Regions from separate parts of the Mus musculus genome. Here all the other regions are linked to region 4. The links are chromatin contacts, called in public HiCAR-type, HiChIP or PLAC-seq and promoter capture Hi-C maps. All regions are on one chromosome and are shown on one strand. Each heading gives the region's core, a stretch centred on a gene start, on an enhancer-like site or on the middle of the called end of the contact. The rest is flanking DNA. Distances are from core to core; before and after follow the strand shown.

What was found. Promoter capture Hi-C pulls out the DNA fragments that hold promoters and counts their contacts. HiCAR-type assays count read pairs that join an accessible place to other places. HiChIP or PLAC-seq counts read pairs in DNA pulled down with a chosen protein or histone mark.
Region 1: a contact with region 4 is called in a HiCAR-type map of astrocytes, with 4 times the contacts expected there. The contact joins the promoter of 4930432O09Rik here to the promoter of Llph in region 4. A contact is called at or near these places in 2 of 39 promoter capture datasets (liver and stem cell-derived epiblast-like cells) and 3 of 115 datasets of contacts at active chromatin or transcription factors (the NIH/3T3 cell line, astrocytes and bone marrow-derived macrophages).
Region 2: an H3K4me3 HiChIP or PLAC-seq map of bone marrow-derived macrophages shows a contact between it and region 4, with 15 times the contacts expected there. The contact joins the enhancer-like site here to the promoter of Llph in region 4. A contact is called at or near these places in 26 of 39 promoter capture datasets (the 3T3-L1 cell line, 3T3-L1-derived adipocytes, the C10 cell line and 15 more), 8 of 15 datasets of contacts at CTCF or cohesin (the NIH/3T3 cell line, embryonic stem cells, hippocampal excitatory neurons and 1 more), 70 of 484 Hi-C or Micro-C datasets (B cells, the G1E-ER4 cell line, LSK cells and 36 more), 44 of 115 datasets of contacts at active chromatin or transcription factors (the 230-238 cell line, DN3 thymocytes, the NIH/3T3 cell line and 30 more) and 3 of 9 other capture datasets (adipose tissue, embryonic stem cells and liver).
Region 3: a HiCAR-type map of astrocytes shows a contact between it and region 4, with 4 times the contacts expected there. The contact joins the promoter of Wif1 here to the promoter of Llph in region 4. A contact is called at or near these places in 10 of 39 promoter capture datasets (the 3T3-L1 cell line, HPC-7-derived erythroid cells, cranial neural crest and 7 more), 1 of 15 datasets of contacts at CTCF or cohesin (large pre-B cells), 5 of 484 Hi-C or Micro-C datasets (CD4 T cells, embryonic fibroblasts, muscle stem cells and 2 more), 7 of 115 datasets of contacts at active chromatin or transcription factors (the NIH/3T3 cell line, astrocytes, bone marrow-derived macrophages and 4 more) and 2 of 9 other capture datasets (adipose tissue and liver).
Region 5: a contact with region 4 is called in a promoter capture Hi-C map of second pharyngeal arch cranial neural crest. The contact joins the promoter of Msrb3 here to the promoter of Llph in region 4. A contact is called at or near these places in 23 of 39 promoter capture datasets (the 3T3-L1 cell line, 3T3-L1-derived adipocytes, the C10 cell line and 13 more), 2 of 15 datasets of contacts at CTCF or cohesin (the NIH/3T3 cell line and large pre-B cells), 2 of 484 Hi-C or Micro-C datasets (B cells and bone marrow-derived macrophages), 28 of 115 datasets of contacts at active chromatin or transcription factors (DN3 thymocytes, the NIH/3T3 cell line, acute myeloid leukemia and 18 more) and 3 of 9 other capture datasets (adipose tissue, embryonic stem cells and liver).
Region 6: an H3K27ac HiChIP or PLAC-seq map of extraembryonic endoderm stem cells shows a contact between it and region 4, with 4 times the contacts expected there. The contact joins the enhancer-like site here to the promoter of Llph in region 4. A contact is called at or near these places in 11 of 39 promoter capture datasets (3T3-L1-derived adipocytes, the C10 cell line, the HPC-7 cell line and 7 more), 1 of 15 datasets of contacts at CTCF or cohesin (pro-B cells), 11 of 115 datasets of contacts at active chromatin or transcription factors (the NIH/3T3 cell line, astrocytes, bone marrow-derived macrophages and 8 more) and 3 of 9 other capture datasets (adipose tissue, embryonic stem cells and liver).
Region 7: an H3K4me3 HiChIP or PLAC-seq map of embryonic limb bud shows a contact between it and region 4, with 7 times the contacts expected there. The contact joins the enhancer-like site here to the promoter of Llph in region 4. A contact is called at or near these places in 20 of 39 promoter capture datasets (the 3T3-L1 cell line, the HPC-7 cell line, HPC-7-derived erythroid cells and 12 more), 3 of 15 datasets of contacts at CTCF or cohesin (embryonic stem cells, hippocampal excitatory neurons and large pre-B cells), 18 of 484 Hi-C or Micro-C datasets (B cells, the G1E-ER4 cell line, bone marrow-derived macrophages and 10 more) and 23 of 115 datasets of contacts at active chromatin or transcription factors (the NIH/3T3 cell line, the SCID.adh cell line, acute myeloid leukemia and 15 more).

What each region holds. Positions count from the first base shown.
Region 1 is chr10:121,201,139-121,204,490 of GRCm38.p6, reverse strand. 4930432O09Rik (RIKEN cDNA 4930432O09 gene) reads left to right here and starts at 1,842. Exons shown (of 2, transcript NR_152796.1): 1 at 1,842-2,015.
Region 2 is chr10:120,873,678-120,877,209 of GRCm38.p6, reverse strand. All of the region lies in intron 1 of Msrb3 (methionine sulfoxide reductase B3), which reads left to right. Among named protein-coding and RNA genes, the nearest start is that of Gm15910, 18 kb to the right of the region's middle. Within about 2 kb of position 1,334, at least 56 of the 459 cell types and tissues checked have an H3K27ac peak or open chromatin away from gene starts, as enhancers often do. A contact at or near this core is called in B cells, adipose tissue, bone marrow-derived macrophages and 8 more, where this site is marked.
Region 3 is chr10:121,032,456-121,035,605 of GRCm38.p6, reverse strand. It overlaps Wif1 (Wnt inhibitory factor 1), which reads right to left and starts at 1,602. Exons shown (of 10, transcript NM_011915.2): 1 at 1,116-1,602; 2 at 501-640. The coding sequence starts at 1,263.
Region 4 is chr10:120,225,477-120,228,553 of GRCm38.p6, reverse strand. Llph (LLP homolog, long-term synaptic facilitation (Aplysia)) reads right to left here and starts at 1,494. Exons shown (of 3, transcript NM_025431.2): 1 at 1,431-1,494; 2 at 351-580. The coding sequence starts at 573.
Region 5 is chr10:120,897,322-120,900,498 of GRCm38.p6, reverse strand. Msrb3 (methionine sulfoxide reductase B3) reads left to right here and starts at 1,528. Exons shown (of 7, transcript NM_177092.4): 1 at 1,528-1,666. It overlaps Gm4473 (a long non-coding RNA gene), which reads right to left and starts at 1,452. Exons shown (of 2, transcript XR_001779656.2): 1 at 1,083-1,452.
Region 6 is chr10:120,953,936-120,957,516 of GRCm38.p6, reverse strand. The region is part of intron 1 of Lemd3 (LEM domain containing 3); the gene reads left to right. Gm50589 (a long non-coding RNA gene) reads left to right here. Exons shown (of 2, transcript XR_001779658.2): 2 at 1-2,738. Among named protein-coding and RNA genes, the nearest start is that of Gm50589, 11 kb to the left of the region's middle. Within about 2 kb of position 1,841, at least 23 of the 459 cell types and tissues checked have an H3K27ac peak or open chromatin away from gene starts, as enhancers often do. A contact at or near this core is called in the NIH/3T3 cell line and extraembryonic endoderm stem cells, where this site is marked.
Region 7 is chr10:120,849,138-120,852,646 of GRCm38.p6, reverse strand. It overlaps Msrb3 (methionine sulfoxide reductase B3), which reads left to right. Exons shown (of 7, transcript NM_177092.4): 3 at 555-663; 4 at 2,594-2,671. Among named protein-coding and RNA genes, the nearest start is that of Gm15910, 6.7 kb to the left of the region's middle. Within about 2 kb of position 1,861, at least 39 of the 459 cell types and tissues checked have an H3K27ac peak or open chromatin away from gene starts, as enhancers often do. A contact at or near this core is called in embryonic forebrain, embryonic limb bud and neural progenitor cells, where this site is marked.

The sequences.
Region 1 (3,352 bases), core at 593-3,092, 980 kb before region 4:
GAGTGAGCCTAGAGTCTGGCAACATTTTGGCAGGCTGATTGCCTTTCTTTCTTCCTGACTTCCTTTTTTGACCTGACACCACAGATGGATGGTTTCTCTACTTGGGCTTAGCGGTGTAACAATTTCAACTCGACTGGCGTGTTAAAGTCATGTGCCGATAGGTGTTTTCCTTTTGAGACAGCGTCTCATGTAGCTTCGGGTGCCTTCAAACTCAAACTCACTTCAAACTCAGTGTAGCTGAGGCTGGCCTTGAATCTCTGACCCCCCCTGCTTCTACCTTCGAAGTGCTGAAATGACAAGCATGTGCCACCAAGCCGTAGGACCGTGGTGAAGAAACGAAAGCACTCCAAGGACCACCCAGGTTGGATTTGTTCATGGTATTTGGGTGATGGTAACGTTCTGGAAGCATCGGGGTGCTTGTGTTATAACCGTGTATGTGTGTGCACATAGGCGCATGTGTGTGGTGTATCTTATTTGTGGTGGCAAACTTTTGTTATGCTAACTTTTGCAGGCTAGACTATGAAAGTCTGTCCTACCATCTTGGAACTTTTTTTGTCTTGGCCAGAAGTCCTTCTGCATATGGGCCTGGGATTTTCAGAAATCTAGGACTAGAGGCACCCACTTGATAGTCTTCTTAGTGGCCTCTTCCTCAGGGTCATCCTTTCCTACAGAGTCTCATGCTGGTCACCCTATGCCCCCTGGCCCTCCATCCCATCCCATCAGCTTTTCTCACAGGGCAACATACCAGTGGTGTTGGTCTTTTCCAGTGCAGCTGGCATGCAAGTATGTGATTTTAAAACAACTTTACAAAGTAAGATTCTATACTTGATCCTATCGCTGAATTAGGTACATTTCATGTACAAACTGGGTTGGCGTTCCTTCTTCCAGTCTGCTTGCTCTATTGTCAAATTCTAGGCTTGATGCTTTCCTCTGTGACCCACTCTTTGGCTTCATACCTGTATTTACACGTAGCTATACATACTACAGTTTAACACACACACACACACACTCACACACACACACACACTTCCATACACCATCTTTCTTAATCCTCCTTCCCAGGTTATGAAACTTAAATAACCTGAGAGGAGAATGCGCTACATCAGTGGTCATTAGTTTAAGAAACAGCATCTCAGAACATGAGGAAAATGGTTCCATTTTGAAGGAGCTCTCCTTTTTCATCCTGTCCTTTCTCCCTAGAGTTTGTATTGGATAAATGTACCCCATCAAGCAGGAACTAGCTGGTCCAACTTCATAGTAATACATTTAGAACCAAGTTCTGGCTGAAAGCCAGAATGACTGAACACGGACATTGGAAATTACAGATGTGCCAAGCAGTTTAATGGGATTTATATCGGAGGTGTGGGAGGAGTTATTCATTTATCTGTTTACTAATTACTAATTAATTAATTAATTAATGATGCAGCTGGCCTTTCTGCTCTGTAGTTTTATTAATGGCAAAGCAATTTAACAACATCTTCCCTCAAGAAATTCTTTCCTCAGGTCATAGTAGCCATAGTTAAGCACGGGATCTATTCCCTTGCTGGGTTTTATTGTGACTGGGGGGTGGGGGTTGGGCTGTGACCCAGTTTACACCACCAGCCCACTTCTCTATGACCTCAATGGCTTATGATACCTGCTTAGGGGTGCAACCGGAAGAACTTCTATGTAGGGAGTAGTTCTGATGCTTTGATTGGGAATCTGCGTGTGAACACCAGAAGGTCCTGTTCCCCGATTGGTTCTTGATTGATCAATAAAGATGCTAGTGACCAATGGCTGGGCAGAAGAGGCGGGACTTCCAGGTTCTTGTAGGCAGGCTAGGAGACACAGAACAGGAAAGAATATTCGCAATGCTTAGGAGGGTGAGAAAGGGAGAGAGCGAGCCACCAGTTATGTGAGGTCTTGTGTGGAGTGGCCATTGGCCGCTTCCCTGATGGGGCCTGGGGTAGCAGGTGGGAGATTAGAAACGTAACTAAGCTGAGGACAGATTTACAGAGGTTGAGCTGGGAATGAAGGTAAGGGCATGTTAGCTACGGAAGGTTTAGAAGAGCCCAGTCATTGAGCTAAAAAGCATATTAAAACTAAGCTAATGTGTGTGTGTGTGTGTGTGTGTGTGTGTGTGTGTGTGTGTGTGTTTCATACGTGAATCCAAGGGAACCAGGGTAGGGGCGGGTAGTTTGGTCCGCTCGGAGCTTAAAGTGGGGTAGTAGAAACTACACACTTTTCTACCTTATGTTTTCTTCGTAAAACTTCATCCACATCTCTCAGTTGCTGCTAGCTCTTTTCTCTCTTCTCCCCTCTCTCACCTTTCCCCTCTCTCCAGAGGTTGCTTCTCGGCAAGGGTTCCTGGGATGCTGCCACAGTTCTGGACATCACAAAGACCATCACGCTCAGCTTAGCTAAGGATTGCATAACTTCTAACAGGAAGGACATTTTTATTTCCTCAAGTGACAGCCAACCTTAGAACTGAAACATGACTTTGATAACTGTTTTTAAAACTTGTTGCCCAAATTCTGGAGTCACTCCCCAGTGACAAAGTCAATCAAGGTTCAGGAAAGGAGGCAAGACTGTCAGATGCCTGGGGCTTTGATATCCATCCCAAATTGTACTTTTCCTCTTTCCGGATGCCCAGAAACCTCACAAGATAGAAACTTTCTTTTTTGACCCTCCAGGATTCTGTAAGTGCCCGAGTTCCCACCAGCAACACTTTGATTTGCAAAGAGACCTGGCAAGGTGCATGTGATTCCCCCACCCCCCAAGGCCAGCCTCAAAAATATTGTAGTTATAGATGAAGGAGATTCATTTGAGAGACAAGGTGTGTGTGTCTCTGTGTGTGTCTGTGTTTTAATATATGTAATAGGTTCACATGTGTTCTGGAATGTGGAGGTCACAGGACACCCTTAGATAAGGTTTCTCAGGAAGCCATCCACCTTTAGTTTAGCGAGACAGAGTCTCTCAAGGCCTGGAGCTCACTGTGCTGTAGGCCAGGTGATGGCCAGAGATCCCCACGTATGTGTAGGTGCCAATCTGCTCTTGCATTCTTTGGGTCAGATCTTATTTTTTAGAATTTATAATGCCTGATTTTATACAGCTAAAACAGAAGGAGTATTATAGATTTCGTAATGCCTCTGGCTGGTACCATTATCTCCCATTAAGCTTATTAGTATCCCGACAACTGGATAGGTACACATATTGAGACACCTTATGGACAGGCCATGAGTGGTTTTACATCATGACCAAATGAATTATGAAGAGAATCTGGTTATTAAAGACTTTTAAAAATTTCAGAATTAGAGGTATGAAATCACAGACCCAGAGCATGACTGAAGGTTGTTTATGACTCAATTCATTT
Region 2 (3,532 bases), core at 85-2,584, 650 kb before region 4:
TGAAACAGCAATTGTCTGGTCTTCAGTGTCTTTATCTAGGAGGCAAGTCCTCTCCTGCCACCATAAGAGGAGCTTTGGGACAGTCAGTAACGAGGTGATTAATGGGAGAGCGACCGTAGGCTTTCTGTGACGTTCCATGACCTTGGCGGTGGACTTCTCATGTTTCTGGAATGCGTTTTCTGAAATAGGTACAGTAATCTTTAGCACCAGAATTCCTGTCCGTGAGGATTAAACATATATTATTTTAAATTGTATTGGGGGCGGGAGTAGGGGTAGATACGCATGAATTCAGGTGCTCCTGGGGCCAGGGGTACGTGATCGCCACGGAGGAGCGGCTGTTACAAGTAGTTGTGACGTGACTACTGGGAACTAATTTGGCTCCCCTAGAAGAAAAATGTTCCCTCTTCACTTCGGGGCTCTCTCCAGACCAAAGGAATTTTTAATATAGTAGAGGAGATTAAAATAGACTTTCTTCTGGCTCCATCACTTGCTGCCCTGGCACGTCAAACAAGTTCTTATCCGAACGGTAATTCTTGCTGGAACAAACTATTGCAGATACCAAGGGCTGCACATGCTGAAGGCTCCCTTCTTGTTTGCATTGCATACTCTCTGTGGGCCAGATGGGAGTTCTATTCCTTGTTCCCTTCCTCCGGGGTCATGGTTAACAGAGCTGCTCTGGACTAACCGTAGAGCTGGGATTATTACAGAAGAAAAGCAAACGTTGTATGGTTTCACACCAACAGCTAAGAGGCTCGGGAAAGCGCCACTTTGACCAACTCTGCAGCTTATGTATTGCTTGGAACGTGTCGTGTGGCCTCTCCACCACCAGGGGGCAGCAGGAGGAACCGCATTCCTAGCGTGGGAAGTGGAGAGCCAGAAATAACCAGAGAATAGCAAGCAGTAGGAGTAGCTACCTCGGAATCACACGTTCAGACTCACAGAGTTCGGACACTTGAATCCGGTTACTATTCATGGTAATATGAAATGCACGCGTGCAAATATTTAAATAACATGAAGTAGATTAGCTTATGAAGTTATAAAACGATAGGGAAGTTCCTGCGAATAAAAGCACACAGCACACACACAAGCAGATAGCACTGTTATCTAGAAACCTTTAGAAAACGAGGCACTGGGGGCTTTGAGGAAGGTCAGCTCTAGAGCTTTATAGCTCTCTGTCAGATTGCAAGCATCTGGAAGGTAAAGATTAAGTATGAGAGAGTAAGCAAACAGAAACCCAGAGGGAGTCGAAGGACCAGGCTGGGATAAAAGGAATAGTGTTTGAGATACAGACACGGTTTCTGCAAAGGGAGAAAGTGACCATCAGCCATAGGAGATGCCGCCAGGGGGCGCTGCGCCTCTGTTCCGTGGGATCTGTAGTGTTAATGTAGGGGTGCCATGTGCCTCTCTAATGACTGATATCACAAGCTCTATGTTTACGGAGGAGGCTTGCAAACCTCAGCGTAAAACACCTCATTGAAGCGTAGCGTGGTCAGTGAGGGTCTTAGTGTGATCTCAAGGACTCGAAAAGGAAAACCAGAACAGCAGAAAGAAACAATTGAAAAACCAGATCTAAACTGGGCCTGGCGAGGCCGAGGGGCACGAGGTGGAGGCCTGCCTGGGATATAGACTGTGCTAAAGGCCGGCAAGACCCCATTTCACATAAAAAGCGACAGAAATGCCTGGGATGAAGTGTGGTGACAGAGGGATTGTCTAGAAGGGGCAGGGCCCTAGGTTCAGTCTCCAGTCGTCCTCCCCCTGAAAGTATTTTTTTTTTTACATTAAAAATTAAACTGCTTTATGTGGGTTTTTCTGTCTTGTCGATGCTTTTTATATACCAAGAAAAGAAACAGGGCATCTGAGTTCAGATCGCTAAAACCCATGTGAAGACAAAGTGTAGCTGAAATACACATATAACACAGAACACATATAAACTGCGACATCAATGGCCCCGTTAGAACAGTGCATAGGTACATTTTGCACTGTGGTAGAAAAAAAGACATTTTAAAGCAGCAGTTCTCAACTTTCCTAATTTTAGTTTGAAAATGGTTCGGAAGACTGGGGCACTCTTAAAACCCAGGCTTCCGCGCATCAGAGTTAGCAGAGGTGGTGCCATCACTACCTATCCAGCCGCTGACTTCACAGAGGCAGCAGCTAAAGGAGCTGCCCATCCATTCAGCCAATGACAGTTGAACATAAAGTATGTCAGGCCCCATGCCCATGAACACAATGTTTCCAGTTGGACTTTATAGCAGGCATTTTAGTTAGAGGTTCAGAGATGCTATGGTAACATTTCTACTAAGGGAAATGGGGAAAGTGGGGGTTTGAGAGACTGCACGGGTCAGTGGAGCATTTTCTGTCAAGGGTGGTCTTTATTTTAAGATTGCTTTCCTGAGCTGGGCAGTGGTGGCACACACCTTTAACCCCCAGCACTTGGAAGGCAGAGGCAGGTGGATTTCTGAGTTGGAGGCCAGCCTGGTTTACAGAGTGAGTTCCAGGACAGCCAGGGCTACACAGAGAAACCCTGTAAGATTGCTTTCTTGGTTCTTGCTGTCAGCACACCTTTTTTTTCAGGAGAGAAAGAAGACCGTGGTGAGATCTGAGTGTTATGTTTTTAAAAATTGCCCTCGACAACATTCTAATTTGCAATCGGCTTTTGGCGTTGGGGGGAGAGCATTTCACCAGCTTGTGAAAACCCCTCACGTACACAGTTCTTTGCATTTGTTGGCGAGGGATCCGACCTTCAGGGCTGACACTTCAAGTCCACGGGTACAGTCAGCTCTATCTGGAACTAATTATCAGCTTGGTGAATTCTCTGGATTCCCTGGTAATGCTCTCTCTTGCTAGTACATTGTTCAACTGCAGGGCAGAGAGGAAAACGGGGGAGTCGGAGAAGACCCAAACCAAAACCACTCGCAAACTGAGTTCAGTCATGATCTGGACGTTAGAATTCTGAGGCAGTCGGGGTATTAGATAGGAAAGTAGAAATCTTTGAAAATCATAAGGTGTTTGAATTATCTTTGAATTTTTAGTGAGGGTGCTTTTCAGCATCCCACCTGTTACAGCCCTGGCTGGCAATCATACACTGTCACAGATTTCAATTCCTTTTAGCACCATTAGCAAAGCAGCTGGGGGAGACAACACTGGAAATGAGATGCCCAGAACAACCAGTTTTATAGGTTAATCATTTACATTGAGTCTTCTACTCAGGAAGTGACTGAGTGCTTGGTTGTCATGTGCTGGGTAGTGAGATACAAAAAGGTCCCCTCCCTGCCCTGCAGCGTTAATTTAGAAGAGGCAAGAGTGCAAACCACACCAGTATCCTGAAAACTGCCATAGGAGAGCCGGGGGCTCGTCAGGCGTTCTGTAGGGTCAGCGCTGGGAAAGCTATGCTGTGACCAGCAGATGGTGGGAAACAGTATCAGAGAGCATGGACTCGCAACGGAGGCTTGTTCTGGGGAAACCGTGAGCAGTGCATCCAGCAGGGCCATGGGACAGGATAGGATGTGGTGAGAAACACAGGAAGAAGGCATGG
Region 3 (3,150 bases), core at 353-2,852, 810 kb before region 4:
ACTTCTACAAGAAATGTGTGGTATCTGCAGCACTCAGCATATCAGCCTTCTAAAATTCATGTCAAGAATACCTACGAACTTATTTTGTTGTGAAGTATGAATCCCATCACAAATGATTATCAGTTAGTATTGAAAGTCTTCTAAATACTTTGTTAATGTTTTAATATCAGTGATTACAGAAACACCATGATATGGATATTTGGGGTCTTTATACTCAAAACCTCAGGATACCAAATCTTATTAAAGTAATGATCGTGAGTACATTGACCCTTAGAGTTCTCCATTTACTTGGCAACTTTAAATACATTGGAACTGATCCCTTGTGTGCTCTGGCAACCAGGCAAGAACTTGTATGGAATTTTAAATGGTATACATCACACCACTATTATTACTACGGGCCACCGGAGCTACATCACACACCATTATTATTACTATGGGCCACGGGAGAATTGAAATACAAAAGAGTGCCTTTTCTCTACCGCTCTGTTATCAGAACTTACCTGCCCCGCAGCTTGCCAGGTAAAATTCATGGAGTGGATATTGACAGGAATGGCTGGCATTCTTTGTTGGGCTTTCCTGAAATCATGTGTAAAGGGGGCCATTTTCCCCTCCGAGACAATCAGAATGTCTTCTTCAAATCCTGTTGTGTAAATAATAAACAAACCTATCAAACTAGTTGCGTTTCTAAGAAACAGACGTTTCATGTAGAAAGCAAAACCCCTGGGAACCAGTGCAGGTCACTGCTTTTCATAAAGCACCTGCCTTTGATACCAACAACAGTACCAGAGTTATTTTTCCTCTCTCTGTGGTAAAAAAAAAAAAAAAAAAAAAAAAAAAAAAAAAAAAAAAAAGTGCTTACAGTGAAGTAAGCGGGTGCCACCGCTGGATTCCTGTTACAAATCTGCAGTCAGGACTAGCAACAGCAGGGCTGGGATGTTGGGTCGGCTTTGCTTTTTTGAGAAAAAAATCTCATAAGCCTCTAAATAGAGAATCCTGATTTTTAAAAAGAGGGGGCAGTCACCCTTGAAGTTGTTTTAAAACACACTCGGTGCACGTGTCTCCGCTCTAATGGAAAAACTGAGGACCACTGGGAAGGTGCAGATGCCGGACCTTACCTATGAGCACTCTAGCCTGATGGGCGTCGATCCACAGGTACAAGCTCTCCTCAGGTGGCTGCCCTGCATCCGCTCGCAGCAGGAGCAGGCAAGGTAGGATGCTCCAGAGCCGGAGCGCGAAAGCAGGGAAGGCTCTTCTCCGAGCCATGGTGCTCAGGACCTTCTCGCTGGTGGTGCAACTCCTGCCGCAGCGACCCAACCTGTGCTGCTTGTGAAGTTCTCGCCTTGGCTGCAGCTGGCGGGGCTGGAGCTGTTCCTACTTAAACGACTGGGCGTGCAAGTCTCCAGTCTCCGTTGCGAGTGAGCCTGGGAGTGCTGGAGAGGAGGGAGCAAGGAGGGAGTGGATGCGCGGCCGCGTAGAAAGAGGTGGGGGCTGGAGGGAGAGGGGGACGCAGAGACACGATGCTGGCAAAGCTGGCAATGCCAGCACGTCCCACAGCGCCAGCAGCTAGAGGAGCACACTCGAGAGGGAGGAACCGCGGGAACTGCTGGCAAAAGGCGAGCACTGAGAGCGGCCGGTGGTGTGCAGGCGGTCGCCACTAGGGAGCGCTGCGGAGCCGCGGGGGCGGGGCCGCGGTACCCGGTAGACCCCGCTCGCCTGCGCCAGGTGAATGAAAACGGGGACACAACCAAGAAACACACCCAAAGGGACTTCTGGGTCATCACTCAGGCCTCCTGCCGCCCGAAGAGACACGTGTGGATGGCCGGGGTGCTATAAACAAACAAACAAAAAAATCTGGGCTCGATTCGTGGTCAAAGATAAATTCCGTTTAACAGTGGAGCTAACGGAAAGCACATAGCCAGCCCACCCTTTCTCTTCGAACTACATTTCAGACTGCATCTCTGTGTGCCTGTCTGCAAACTCTGACTTCTCTAGCTGACAGTTTGCGCTCTCGCTCTCTCTCTCCTAGGAAGTTAAATACTGAGACTCCACAGGCTAGTCGGGCTACTGCAGGCGCTGGTCCTCGCAGGACGTTCATTTATTTCTGCACTGGACAGACACCCGACAGGTGGCGTGGTTTGTCTTCTTGATAACCCAGTTGCACCCGGAATAGTTCCCTAGGACCTCGATGATAGCTGTAATCCCTTTCCCCCCATCCCTGCTCTACGACGGTAGGACTCCCCTTAAAATTGGATTTGGGGGAAAACATTAGGAGGCTCACGCCCAGTCTCTGAAATCTTAGGCGCTTGAGGGTAAGACTGAGGGTCTGGTGGGAGAGCACTTAGCTAGCGGCGGCTTGCAGCATTACCTCTGCACGGAAGGCTTTTTTGCCTGCCTCCTTGAACGTACAGAGAAAGCAGAAACAAATGGTTTTTCAAAAACACAGAAAGTTTTCAGACCCCGGAAAAGCTTTGTTTACTTTTTTTTTTTTTTTTTTTTTTGCACCCAGTGGCTTTCTAGCAAATGCCCCCCAAGGATCTAGACTCTGGCGCTGGGCTGTGTTCCCTTCTGTCCTTTGTAGAGCGGTGGGTCTCTCAGCAGGGGATGGCAAAAACAGAAACTACAGAATAGAAGCCGGACTTGGACGCGTACATGTTCAACAAATGTTAGGTCACAAGCATATTTTTTTAAAAGAAGGAGGAATGGGAAGGGAGGAGGAGGAGGAGAGAAGGAGGAGGAGGAGGAGGAGGAGGAGGAGGAGGAGGAGGAAGAGGAGAAGAAGAGGAAGAAGAAGAAGAAGAAGAAGAAGAAGAAGAAGAAGAAGAAGAAGAAGAAGAAGAAGAAGAAGAAGAAACATGTGTTAAAACTGTGAAATCTGTGTAGGTATCTAACAGATTGGTAGGAAGGTATTGTGTTTGGGAGTTAGACACGAAGACTGTCCATTGTGACTGTGAACTCCATGAAGCTTCATTTTAAAAATTCTTCTCAGGCAGCTACTGTTACTACTCTCATTTTACTGATGGGGAACCAAAGCTTTAAAAGTCTAGTAAATTGACCGCAGATATTCAGCTGGTGAGTGACAAGAGTAGGAATTCAAATCACGATCGCTCTAACTTCAAAGCCCCTTCTTGCAAATCACAATTAAGACGGTTT
Region 4 (3,077 bases), core at 245-2,744:
AAGAGAGGAAGAGAAGTGGGGTAAAGGCGACTGAGAGGAACGAGAGGATCCAGGAGCCGAGAGAAGCACGGCCGAGACGGCAGTGTTATATGGGAGTGAGAGGGAGGCTTGTGAAGTGGAGACACTTGGGGGTTGGGGGGAGGAGCTGAGAGGAACCAGGGTGCCAGCATGTACTTTATTATCTAATAAGCTCCACAGCTAGCCATTTGTCCCCAGTTTCTTTTGGACTTGACACTAGGGACAAGTAGAATGGGTAGAAGACGGCTTTAAAAAGACAGAGAGAGACCGACCCCTAAGAGAAAAGTGGATCATTTTTTAGAAAAACCATGTAAATGAAGACCGAGGCTCACCCTTTTCCTCATCTGCGCCGTCACACCGCCCTTCCTCACACTGCATTTTCTCCTGGCGAGGTTTGGCTACCACCACGGTTGCTATCTCCTCAACGTCTTTCATTAGAGCATCCCCGTCCACTCTGAGGATACTCTTCAGTCTGTTGAGCTCCCTTGGCGCATTCTTCTTTCTCTTCTCGGCCCGCATCTTCCTCTTCCACTTACTCCGCAGGCTTTTAGCCATGCTTCACCTGGCGGTGAACAGAAACACAAACAAAAGGTTTACTGCTCACACCCTTGACTGGCAAGGACGTGGCCAAGCAGCCTTCTCTTCAGAACTGGGACAGATGGAAGAGAAGTTGTGCTGTGCCCTCATGCTTAGCTTATGTAATAATCAGCGCAGAGCATGAAAGGACTAAGTCCGGACACGTCAGGCCCCTTTAAGTAGGAACAAGTCGTTAATTCAAGCCGTTCTCAAAGAGCAGCTATGCATAGTAGACACAGAAAGCGAACAGCTCCGCCTTAAAATCACCTATTGCGCTGTTCTTATCCAATATCCGTCACCACATCTTTAGTGTGAACTTTTAACAGCTTAAACCATAGCTCCCTGCCTTTTAAAGACTCCTCCCCTCGTGTATCAAAGCTCATCCCGCTCCTCTCGGGCCTCCGACTTACTCTCTAGCCCCACACGCACGCAAGCTCCAGTCCGCACAACGCCCACTTCAGGACCGTCACATCTCCGATCTAGGTCTGGAAATGGCTCTCCCTAAGGCTCGCTCTGATCCTCCGACTCCTGTCAGCTCCTTTCTACCAAGTTCGGCTTCAACCCGGAGCTACCGTCCCCGTCTGCGGACTGCGGGGCTGAGCCGGATCCCCCGGGGCCACCGCTCTGCTGCACACCGTACAGGTCACGAGAACCGTGGGGTGGCTGGGTGAGGTCCCCTGAGCGTCAGCAATCACCAGTGGTCCGTGTGCGGGACCCCGAGCCTCGCCCTCCCGAGCCCCGCACCGAGCGAGGATGCGGTCAGGTCTCGCCGCGGAGGCAGGGTCCGAGCCAGTCCTTCACGCCGCGGAGTTGAGTCCAAAGCCCACGCAACTCACCTGAGAGACAACACCGCGCACCACGCGTGGGACGCCAACCGGAAGTACAGGCGCTTCCGGCTTCCGTTCAGGGGCCAGCGCACAGCATGCCGGGATCCTTGAGAGGCGTGGTCTTTGGGGAGGCGTGGTCAACCAGCTGTCTCTGTCATCCCGAGGCTTTGGCTGACCCCTACACCTACAGGAGAAAGTTTAAGGAATTTCCTGTCGGGAGTGGCAAATTATAAATCAAAGCATCTCAAAGCCTTGGATGGGCCAAGCCTGGCCGGGGGCCCTGTCTGTGACAGCCTCACGAGAAAGGATACCAAAGGGATTGCTCAGCTCTGATCATCCTGGAGCCCTTTCTGAGTTTTGTTTTTGTTTAATTGCAGTCTAGAAATTTTCTCATTTCGGCTGAGGATCCTAGGAGGTACGCGGCTGTGAGGATGTATCAAATTGTACAACTTAAATACGTCACGTCGACTGCATGCCAGTTATATTTCAAAGTGTCACCCAACAGAATAATCTTTCCTTATCCCCACGAATTTAAAGGGTAAAACAAGCTATTTCAACCAATGTTGATCTGTCCAAACTATTACATACCTGAGACAAAGCTAACCTAGGGTGAATGAGTTTACAAAAAAAGGTGTGGTTTTTGCATGTGCTTCTAATATTGCACAAGCTATGGGCGATACGCAAGTCTCTTTAACACTTGTGAAAGATAAGAAGAGTGTCTTAGGGCCTAGATAGTACCTCATTCATTGATCTTCAGTGGGTGATTAGGCAACAAACGTTAACTACCCAGACTTACCTGGAAACAGTGTTTTCAACAGATCACCACATTCAAGCATGTATGTGTACCACATGTGTGCCTGGTACCAGAAGAGGCCAGAAGAGGCCATCTCATCCCTTGAACTGGATTTACAGTTGGTTGTGAGTCACCACAGGGGTGCTGGGAACCAGTTTTACTTAGTTTTACTTCCATTACTGTGAAGACACCATAACCAAAGCAACTCTTAAAAAGTAAAACATTTATTTGGGACTGGCTCACAGTTTCAGAGGTTCAGTCCATTGTCGTCATAGCAGGAAGCATGACAGCATGCAGGCAGACATGGCGCTGGAGAAGCCCAGATCTGAAGGCAGCCAGAGGTTCTCTTCTGAACTGGCTGGAGCTTGAGCACTAGGGACCTTAAAGCCCACCTACACAGTGACACACTTCATCCAATAAAGTCACACCTATTCCAATGAGGCCTCACCTCCCAATATTGCCACTTCCCATGAGCCAAGCATATCCAAATCACCACAGAACTGAACCCAGGTCTTCTGCAAGAGCAAGAGGTGCTCTTAACCACTGAACCAGGTCTCCAGCCCCCTTTATAAGTGATGACTTATAAAATCCCTGTTTAATTGCTAGAAGAGCTGTGTCTTTTTGAAGAAACCATGCATATAGTGGAGCAAGCACTGAGATTTTTAACCCAGGAAAAATACAGTTGGCATTATAACAAGAGGAAGCGTGCATGCCCTGGGTTTGAAAAATCAACCTTACAGATGCTCTAAATTGGCAGCTTCATGTACCAAAAGGCTGTGGCTTTTGAACAGAAATTTGGAAAATAAAATCAACCTATTATGTATTAAGACACATTCCACAATTTGGCATGAAAAAGCTCTTAT
Region 5 (3,177 bases), core at 279-2,778, 670 kb before region 4:
GGGGATACTCGAGTTTCCCGTTCCTGCCCACTGTGCGTTTCAGGTACATAGCTGGATAGTAATATTAATGGGCCTTTAAAGCTCTTTGCTCTATCAGAACTCATCCAGCCTGAGTTTCCTTAGGCCATCTGCCTGTAGCTCCACCAACACTGCTAATTCGTGAAGCGAAATCTGCCCATCTGTTGGGTGTAATTCACGGGATGTTTTAGAAGCGGCCGATTGCAAATACACTATGTTTTGGCTTGGGGGCCTTCCTGTGTTGCCAGAATCGAGTTTGTTTAGAAATGAGGTTTACTAACTTTCAAATAAAGCATCTTCAAGCGCGGCGTGATGGACAAATTACCCCCCTCTAGTTCATGTTAGAATAATCCACCCTCTAAATCTGCTTGACATTTCCCCCGTCCGTGTTTGACATCAATTAATCACTTTTGCAGCATCTTAATATGCTGAGAAGTAATTGTATAACATCCCACATCTCCAGATCCTGTCAAACATTTGTTTGGGTGTGTGTGGATATATATTATAGTAATTAAGGCATAATTACATTCATTGTCTTGAGAGAGGGTCATTTGGATCTGATTAATTGTGGAGTTTAGTGCCAAAAAAAAAAAAAAAAAAAAAAAAAAAAGTCAGGTTCGCACGCGCTTGGCCTGTAATCAAACATCTGGGACTGACATTTTGGTCATCAGAGGTAGCGCCCTTAAAATACATTATCAAAGTTCCTCTTTGGACAGTGTGCAAAAGTAAGTGTGTGTGTGTGTGTGTGTGTGTGTGTGAGAGAGAGAGAGAGAGAGAGAGAGAGAGAGAGAGAGAGAGTGAGTTGGGGTTTGGGGGAGAGATTGTATCAGTGAATATTGAGTCAAGGTGAGGAGGAATGTCCTGTAAAACAGCTCTAGCTGGAGCGAAAACTTTTCCGGCCTGCTTTGACTCCATATATGGTGTTCAAGTAAAATTTCAGGGACTGCCCTTTTGCTGAATCTTACTACAACACACACACACACACACACACACACACACACACACACACACTCACTCACACACACTCACTCACACATAGTGGGGGATTATAAGGACATTCTCACCTGGACATAGTGGGTGTGGTGAGGTCCCCTCCAGGTGCGACCCCTGGGACGCAGTCGGTGGTCCTCTGTATTATGGGTATTCAGTAGGCACAAGAGCGACCATGTCACACCTTAACTGGCACTTCACAGCCTCTTTGGTACAGGCCAGGACTTTTGGTCCTTAGCTCTCAGGCGCCCTGACCCTACAGTAAAGGTCTCAGGTGGATGCTGCCAGGGGGCTCTGCTACGGGTTGCCCACGCGCGGAAGCCCTGTTCCCGCAGGGCTGGCCCGGGGCGGTGGAGGCGGCGCCGGAGGCGGGAGTTGGCGGCGGCCGCGTCCCGGGCAGCGGGCCCCGTCCGCGGCCAGCGCGCTCCGCCGTCCTCCCTCGCTTGTCTGCTATGCTCATATTTGGACTCGGCCGCCCGTGCCCAGGAATTTCCCGTCATGCCTCCCGCCGCCCCGTCTGTCGCCCGGAGCCGGGAGGGAGGAGGGATCGGACAGCGGAGGCTCGTCTTCCCCAAGAGTGCGCGGCGGACCCTCCCGTGCCCAATCGCGCTCTGCCTGGGTCTCTGCCTAGCCGCGGCCGCGGCCACCACGACGCGCGGTGAGTCCCCGCCTCGCCCCATCCGGCCCTCCGATCCCTCCGAGTCAGCCTGGGACCCGGAGTGTTTCCCCCCACCCCCACCCCCGTCCCGGGAGCGCCCGCGCCGCCCCCTCAGTCTTGAGAGTCATCCCCCTGCCGTAGAGTCTCGGCGTGGACCCCGGAGACGCTCCTCGCCAACGAGGGGACAGCGCAGAACGAGGTCAGGCGGGAGAGCCCGCGCCCCGCCGGCCGCCGCGCTGACACCTTACCCGTCCCCAACGGGAACCTGAGCCGCCGTCCTCGCGCGGGTCCTCGGGGAGGCTCAGTGAGGTGGTCGGGGGCGCGGGCTGCAGCTCCGAGGGCGCGTCTCTCTCTCTTTCGGGCCTCTCCGCAGCTGCGGCCGGGGGATAACGGGCCAGGGCGTGGGAACCAGGAAGGCGTCGCCAGGCCCCTGGGGACAGGGGCGCACCCCGGACCGGGCTGGCGGCTCATAGGCCCAAACAGGTACCAGCAAAACTCCAGGGGGCAGGTACCAGTTCTGTCTTCTTTTCAAGTGAAAACAAGCATCAGAGCCCCCCCCCCCCGCCTCCCTTTTTATTTCTTAAACTTTTCCACTGGGCTATTTCAAGTCAGACTATCTGAATAAAAAGTACTGTTCCTGCCTTTGTAGGTTATGCGATAAGTGGGGGCAATAAGGATTTAAAAGAATTTTCTTTGAATCATATGTAAAGTATTAGAGAGCTTTCTTTCTTCTTTCTCTCTCTCTTTCTTTCTTTCTTTCTTTCTTTCTTTCTTTCTTTCTTTCTTTCTTTCTTTCTTTCTTTCTTTCTTTCTTTCTTCCTATTTCCATTGCGTGTCAAAAAACTAATTATTTGAAGTCCAAAGGGGAGGTTTTAAAGGAAAATATTAAGTTGCAGGGGCTCTTGAATTTGGACAGAGTAAACAAATCAAAGCTTGATTCATTTTGTCTGGCAAGGCAAAACGTTATAATCACCAGAAACCTGGATTATGTGGGAGGTGTTAGGTGGTCGCTGTGTTGCCTATGGCTAGGATAGCCTGAACTGTCAAAATGAGGTTCGGCTAGCCAGGACACAACGCACACTTGAGTTGACAGTCGACTACACCCTGTGCAGCATAAAAGACAAAATAGGTTTTAAAGGTACTTTGATGTATAAAATGTTATCCAGGGAAGATTCTCAGGGTTATAGACTTGACGAAGTGGTTTCTCAGGACCAGTGGTACATAGTTAAGTATACCCACTGCAGTTTGTAAGTGCTTCCGTTAACAATGACGGAAGTTTTATGTTTGTTCTGGAACATTGTACTTCGGAAAGGACCCACCTTTAAATCGACTCATATTCCTGGGGCTGCTTTCTAACGCTCATTCTTGGGAATCAACGGATTCTGACTAGACATTTTATCAATGGATTTCTAAAACCTGCTGGGCTGGCTGATAAGGAACAGATTGTGCTGAAAGGGAGTGTATGAATGATTATTTGCGTGTGTGTGTGCGCGTGCGTGTGTGCGTGCGCG
Region 6 (3,581 bases), core at 592-3,091, 730 kb before region 4:
ATTTGCACATTTGAGTGTATATATGTATATGTGTGTGTGTGTGTGTGTGTGTGCGTGTGTGTGTATGTGTGTATATATATATATATTTGGTAATTTACATAGTTGCATTTTACTGCTTAGATGACTTGAATTTTTCTTAGGACCTAGTTTAAGGTCATAGAGTGGTGTGGGTTTTGTCGTGTGTGTGTGTGTGTGTGTGTTTTCTTTTGGCTTTTCAAGACAGGGTTTCTCCATGTAGCCCTGGCTAGCTTCAAACTCAGAGCCCCCTTTGTCTGCCTCCTGAGTGCTAGGATTAAAGGTGGGCACTGCCATGCCCGGGCTAGTTCACAGAGCTTTAGAACTGAAAAAGGCTGCTCTTGAAAGCCCCCGTCTAGAGGGAGAGTTTGACCTGTAAAATGAACCGAGAGGAGGGCTTATCTTTATTCTTAACTCCTGTAACTAAGCGGACAAGAGGCCTAGAGCTGATACTTGTTTGCGAATGTGTTGCTTTGCAAGATAAAGCTACGTGGTCGTCACAGCACTAAACTGAGGAGTTATAGGTTCTAGGAACTCAGAAAAGCAGTCTTGAGAGCTGGTGCTTTTGAGCTGAGCAGGATAGTCCCGAGCCACACTACTCATGCATCTATCTCCTTGTGTGTAGTTGAGAACTGGTTTTGAGAGGTTCTCCTTACCTAAGAACCTACAGTGTATCTCCAGCAGCAGTCTTCTAGCCATTTATCTGTTGGTTTTGATGTGTTCTATTATAAGGTGTTAAAGCTTAGTTACTCAACGTCTGAAAGTGCAAGGGAAAAATGCTCTTTGGTTTTTAAGAAATAGAAAATACCTTAGTTTTTATGGTTTTTATAATGAGAAAGTATATAGCCTTTGGAGTCAGACATAAATAGATTTTAATTTTGTTGGGAATTCCATTAACAAAATTTATGCACATTTATATCAAGGAGGTAACTTAACTTTTTATGGGTCAATGTCTCACTCAGAACAAAATGTAGTAATATATTCTCTAAAATAGTGGTGTTGTATTAATTGAGGCACTTTAAAATGTGTGTCAACAAGCTAGCTCCCAGTACAGGAGTGCTGCAGCAATTGCTGTCCCTTGAAAGGGCTGCACAGTGGTCAGGAGATTGGACCTCTCTGATATCAGAGAGACGAGCCTTCAGCCTGTCTGTTCTTTATGTCTTTAGCACCACACTTCTCCAGGTGTTGAGGGAAAGAAAGAAACACCTCCTAGTTACATCAGACTGTCTGGTTGTGAAGGTACTAAGACTACTCAGGGTCAGAGACGAGGAGAGTCGTCGTGAGCTACAGAACTTCCACATCCTTTGTGCTTGTAGCTGCAGACTTGACTCTCAGAGCGGAAAGAAAGCAGAGAACATAGAGAATGACAATTACCAGGAGAAGCAAATGTCTAGAATTTTCCTGGGAGAAATACATTTCTGTGTACTGTGATTTACTTTAGTTCAAGATGCATAGAATAGAAAGATATGAGTGCATCCTGTGACACTGATTGAGAGAAGCATTCGATAGATATACAACTGCCGATTTGTCTGGTCTTGTAAGTAGATACTTAGTCACTAAATGCTTAGGGCTCTTAGACTTTCTCCTTATTACAAGTGCTGTTCTTTAAAAATGTGAAGTGGATAACTAACGCTTCTAGTTTTCTCAGGTTTCTACCTTGGAGTAAAATATGAAAAACATGTTTAAGATCCCACTTGCCGACTTCCTTAATTGATCTTACAGTCTCAGTCGCTTACTGCTTGCTGTCTGTTCCACTGTAGGGTATTCTAACTGCACTGGCTTACTTCATTCCAGGACTGACACACCAAACATGTAACTACCTTCCAGCCTTTGTGTTCTTGGCTGGTCTTTCTGTGACTAACCTTCACATTTTAGAGAGTCATATGGCATGTTCTTCCAGGAGTCTATTGAAATGCTATTGGCGGGGAGGGGTTTCTCTGATTATCTTACTAAAAATAGCTTCTTTCACAATCAAGCCCTATTGTTTCCATCTGAAATACTGAGGCCTATCTGGCATGTATGGATTTTTAGCATTAACTTGTTTATTGTTTCTTTGAATCTCTGTAGAAGATAAGTGCCAGGAGGGCAGGGGTCTTGGGTTCCTCCAGCTGTCAGTGTGACATCACAAACCTAGACAGAGTTGGGGAGAAGGACTCTCAGGGAAGAGTTGCCTCTATAAGAGTGTCCTGTGGGCATGTCTGCTGGGCCAGTTTCTTGATCGCCCACTAGAACGGTGCCCTGAGGAGTGGGGTTGGGCTGTGTATAGGAGATGTAGTTTGAGTAAGCCTGTGAGCAGGAGTCCTTCATGATCTCTGCTTCAGGTCCTGCCTCCACAGCCTGGGGCTAAAGGATGGACAGACAGAACCTGTAAGCCAGTAAAGCCTCCCCAGGCTGCTGTGGTCAGTCTCTTATCACAGCTATAGAAAGTAAACGAGGGCAAACACGTGTAGTCACTCGGTGCCCAGACTCGCGTTGCCCAGCGTGCAGCACCCAGTCTCTTCCCTGGCACTGTGGCCCCATGGAGTCCTTTCAGCCATCAGTGTATTTGCTTAAGAGTAGCACATACTTTATAGTATCCTGACTTATAACCTGTTCATAGTAAATATGTGCTTAGGAAAACATAATGGTTGGTAAATGTTCAGGTTAAAAACTAGAAAAAGTTTATATTTGTTGAAAGCTTTGACAAAACTAATTATATTTTTGAAATTGGTAACGGAAGTTTAGAGAAGGAAAATAAAAAATGTACCATCTTAAATTTATAAGCTAAAATTTAGGAAACCACTGGGAGATTTTGAAGATCAAATTACACATTTTAGGAATTTGATTTATAGTCATTAATGTAGTTTAAAGGAAAGATAAGTCAAAGTACTAAGGCTCTACACAAGAAGAGTTTGGTATCTGAAACTTGAAATGACCCGGAGAGGTCCACGGTTATAGAAGAGGAAGTGGCTGAACTGGGAGAATCCGAGAAAAGGCCGTGGTGTGAGCCCCAGAGAAGCATAGGGAGAAGACAGCAGTGTGGAGGGAGCCGCAGCTGCCTGGGCCTTTAGGGGATGGGAACCACTCTGCGAATGCCTGGCATTGCTGCAGGGGGTAAGAGTGAGGACTGTAGCTCCCTCAGGTCTTCTGAAAGAAGAGACCAACTAAGAAAAAAAGAAAGAGAGAGAGAGAGAGAGAGAGAGAGAGAGAGAGAGAGAGAGAGAGAGAAGGAAGGAAGGAGGGAGAGAGAGAGAGAGAGAGAGAGAGAGAGAGAGAGAGAGAGTTCGGCTGTCAGATGCTCTTGAGACATGGGTCCTCTCTGCAGTTGCCACATTTCTTCAGGTTGGTCACCACTGACGAGAATCTCTGTGGGGTTTTAAACATAAAATGCTTCTTTTTGTCAGTGAAGACCAGACAGCTTCAATTAAGTATATTGGTGTTTTAAAAATACTAAAGTGATTTGAGGAAAGGAAGATGTGTGAGCGTGCCTCTTCATAAATCTGAGTGAGGGCTGACATACTTACTGTTTAAGACTTGCTACGCTTACAAAGAGTTGCCTCCTAAAAGGCTCTATTTTATTCTTACCA
Region 7 (3,509 bases), core at 612-3,111, 620 kb before region 4:
CCTACTTAAATGTCTGTCAGACTCATAGAAAACAGCAGTTCCTACTGTAGAAAAAAAGACATGTTTAGGTTCCTCAGAAAAATAAATTGGATGGTAGGTGGTCATCTTGGTTGACAGTTGCATGGTGACAGCCTCAAGCTAGTCTACCAAGTTGCAAAATTATTCAGTGGATCTTTGTATGTCCACTATCACTTCATACCTGCAAATACATGCATGCTACTGAATCCACCGTTTTAAAAGGGGTTTCAAGGTATCAGGTGGCATAAAGGATGTGCTACAATCTTGTAAACAAATTCCCAGTGAGTTTCTAATATCACCTGCTACAAGCCTTGGCTGTGACACGTTGTTGCTGCGCCAGGGGAATCATGGGGCTTTTTAAAGTGCATTCTGTTGGAGCTTGGAGACCGGCTGCAGCTCAGGTAAGGTTTTGTGGTCCGCTAGGGATTCTCTGGTCATTGACAAGTGACTGTAGAGGCTGTGCTGTGGCGGCCAGCCAAAGCAAGTATTTAGGATTCAGGCTAAATGGCTCTTTCTCCCATATCCTCTCTTTCCAGGGTCATGTAGGGATAAAAAGAACTGTAAGGTGGTCTTTTCCCAGCAGGAACTGAGGAAGCGGCTGACACCCCTACAGTACCATGTCACTCAGGAGAAAGGAACTGAAAGGTAATGTGTGCTGTAATAAAAGCAAGCAAGCAAGCAGGCAGGCAGGCAGGCAGGCAGGCAAGCTGGCAGGCAGGCAGGCAGGCAAGCTGGCAGGCAGGCAGGCAGGCAAGCAGGCGGGCAAGCAGGCAAGCAGGCAAGCAGGCAGGTGGGCAAGCAGGCAAGCAGGCGGGCAAGCAGGCAAGCAGGCAGGCAGGCAGGTGGGCAGGCGGGCAAGCAGGCAAACAGGCAGGCAGGCAGGGAGGCAAGCAGGCAGGCAGGCAAGCAAGTAGGTGGGCAAGCGGGCAAGCAGGCAAGCAGGTGGGCAGGCAGGGAGGCAAGCAAGCAGGCAAGCACCACTTTCTCCCACTCCTTGGAGTCTTCTTCCCTGTTGATTATTTTAAAGAAACTATGCATGCTGGGTAAGGCCTGCAAATGACTGTCTTTGAAAAGGCTGGAGATGGCACTGTTTGAGTTAAAGCTGAGTTTCTTTTCTGCTTCTCTCCACTCAGCGAACTATATCTATATAAAGCCACGGGACTTTTGCTAAGGGCCTGTTTTTAGTTTACAGTGAAATGTGTGGAAGCAATAGCGATTTGGGTGCCCCCCCCCCTTTTTTTTTTTGGACGACATCACAGCAAGGAAAACTGTGAGGGATGTGGCGCTATGCCAGGAGGCTGGCATTTTGAAGGTGGCATTGTAAAGCATAGACGTTTTGGCTGCAAAAAGAAGGTAGCATAATTTAGTTCCTTTCCACCCCACTCGGATTTCTTTTTGAAGCACATGTGGAGAAAGTATTTATTGGCTCATTTGTGGTTGGAATGTCAAAAATTTTCAATAACTGCCCTTGCATGGCTTTGGTCCTTGGAAGTTCGCCCTACATCCTGGGGGGGGGGGGCAGTCGTTCACTTCCAAGACTGTTTTTTAGTGAATAAAATAAAATCTCTCTCAGCTGATTCCAGCGAAAAAGTAACTTGCCAAGGCCTAATGATTTTGTTGTCTAATTCATACCACGGGGCTCGGCACGAGGCTGTAAATGGTCCCCCTGATGCAGGTTTATTCGTGATGTGACTTTGTGTTTCCATTCAAGATCTGAAAGAGCTTCCTTCCCACACAGGGATCCTTGTTAATGGACAGCACGCTCTCCCTGTCACAGCCCCCACTGTTCACTGAGTTTACTGAACAATGAAGCTCTCTCACAAGGTGTGCCTTCCTTGTACCAGCGGCGGCGGCAGGGCTGGATCACAGGGTCCAGGACTTCTGCCCGCCAATGTTGTGTGCATGCCCTAGCAAAATGATTTAATGCACACAAACAACCAGAGATTAGGTCATTCTTTAAAAAAAAAAAAATTCTGTTTATAAAAAAAATTGGACCTCGTAAAGAGGGACGAAACGATAATAAAACCAAGCTGCAGAGCACACGGCCTTTTTGTTGGGCGACACAGCTGATCTGCATTAACCGAGTGACCTCCGCGCCTGTAAGATCGCTAACTTAGAAAAACAGTTCCTTAAAGCTGCAATATTCCTTTTCAAACCAAAAAATAAGACTCCTTCCACTCGAAGACTTGGGACCTGCTACATTTTCTGGTCCCCCTCTTGTATGGTGTGGGGCCGCGGAAATCTTAGGTAACAGTGTTCTTCATGTGACTCAAACAGTGGGCTTTTTTTTTTTTTTTAATTTGAAAAATATTCTAAGTATTACTTACTAGATGGCTTGATATTTTGACTTAACCTGTACTAGTTTGGAGTAGTTATATGCACATTTTATTATATATATGTATATATTCGAAGTATATTACTATTGTTCAAGCTTCCATATGTCTGGTCTGTTCTCATTTTAGGGCCCCAGACCCTTGAAAGTTTTACCAGAGAAATGTATTTAAACCAGTGTGTTCTATAAGAAGTAACACTAGCTCTGTTAACAGTTTTTGACGCTCTGTTTATCGTTTATCAGTGCCTTTGAAGGAGAGTACACACATCACAAAGATCCTGGAATATATAAATGTGTTGTCTGTGGAACTCCGTTGTTCAAGTAAGTGTCCTGAAAGCCGGTGGGCGTGGCCGGGTCACGTGACCACATGCTCCGGGCTGCTCAGTTACCTGCCCATCTTTCCTTTGCTGAATTTGATTCTATCCTTTCATATATTTGTCCACTTTCTGAAACCGACAATGATGACAGACTTTCTTGGCTAATTTCTAGCGTGACAGACTGGCTAACTTTGTACTGTTTAGACATTTAAAACACCCAGCACTAACTTTGGTGTCCACTTCAGTAACCATTGTCCTTAGCAGAGGTACAAAGAAAATCTTGGTGACAGAGAGCGTATGTATTTACTGATTTGTCTAATGCCCCGACGTCCACGCATAGGTCATTTTGCAAGTCACTCACGCACATCCCTCAGATTAAAATGCATCCAGCGAGAAGCCTCTTTATACTTCTACAATGAAGCGCTATACCCCAAATAAACATGAGACAGCAATATCTTCTACCTGAGGTTAACATTATTATTTTGACATTGGCCTAAAATCCTCTTTTTGAAAAATCCTAAACGTTCACAATAATGCTGATACCACATAGACTTTTTGACCAAGACAGATAATTCTTGGTCTGGATAGGATAATCTTATCAAGCAAGGACAGTTTTTAACCAAAAACATTTTATCTGGGTGCTGGGTGCGTAAAATCTCAGGCTCCCTGTATGTCCTACAGAATTGCTGCCCTGGTGGAAATGAAAGCAGAAACCTTACTTAGGGGTGAGCATCTTTTATCTGAGACAGGATTAGGAAGTTTCAGAGAATAAATAACAAAAGAAGAATGGAAAACATACTTTAGTTTGCCCTGTGCTTCTCCTTTAAGACACTAGCATTTAC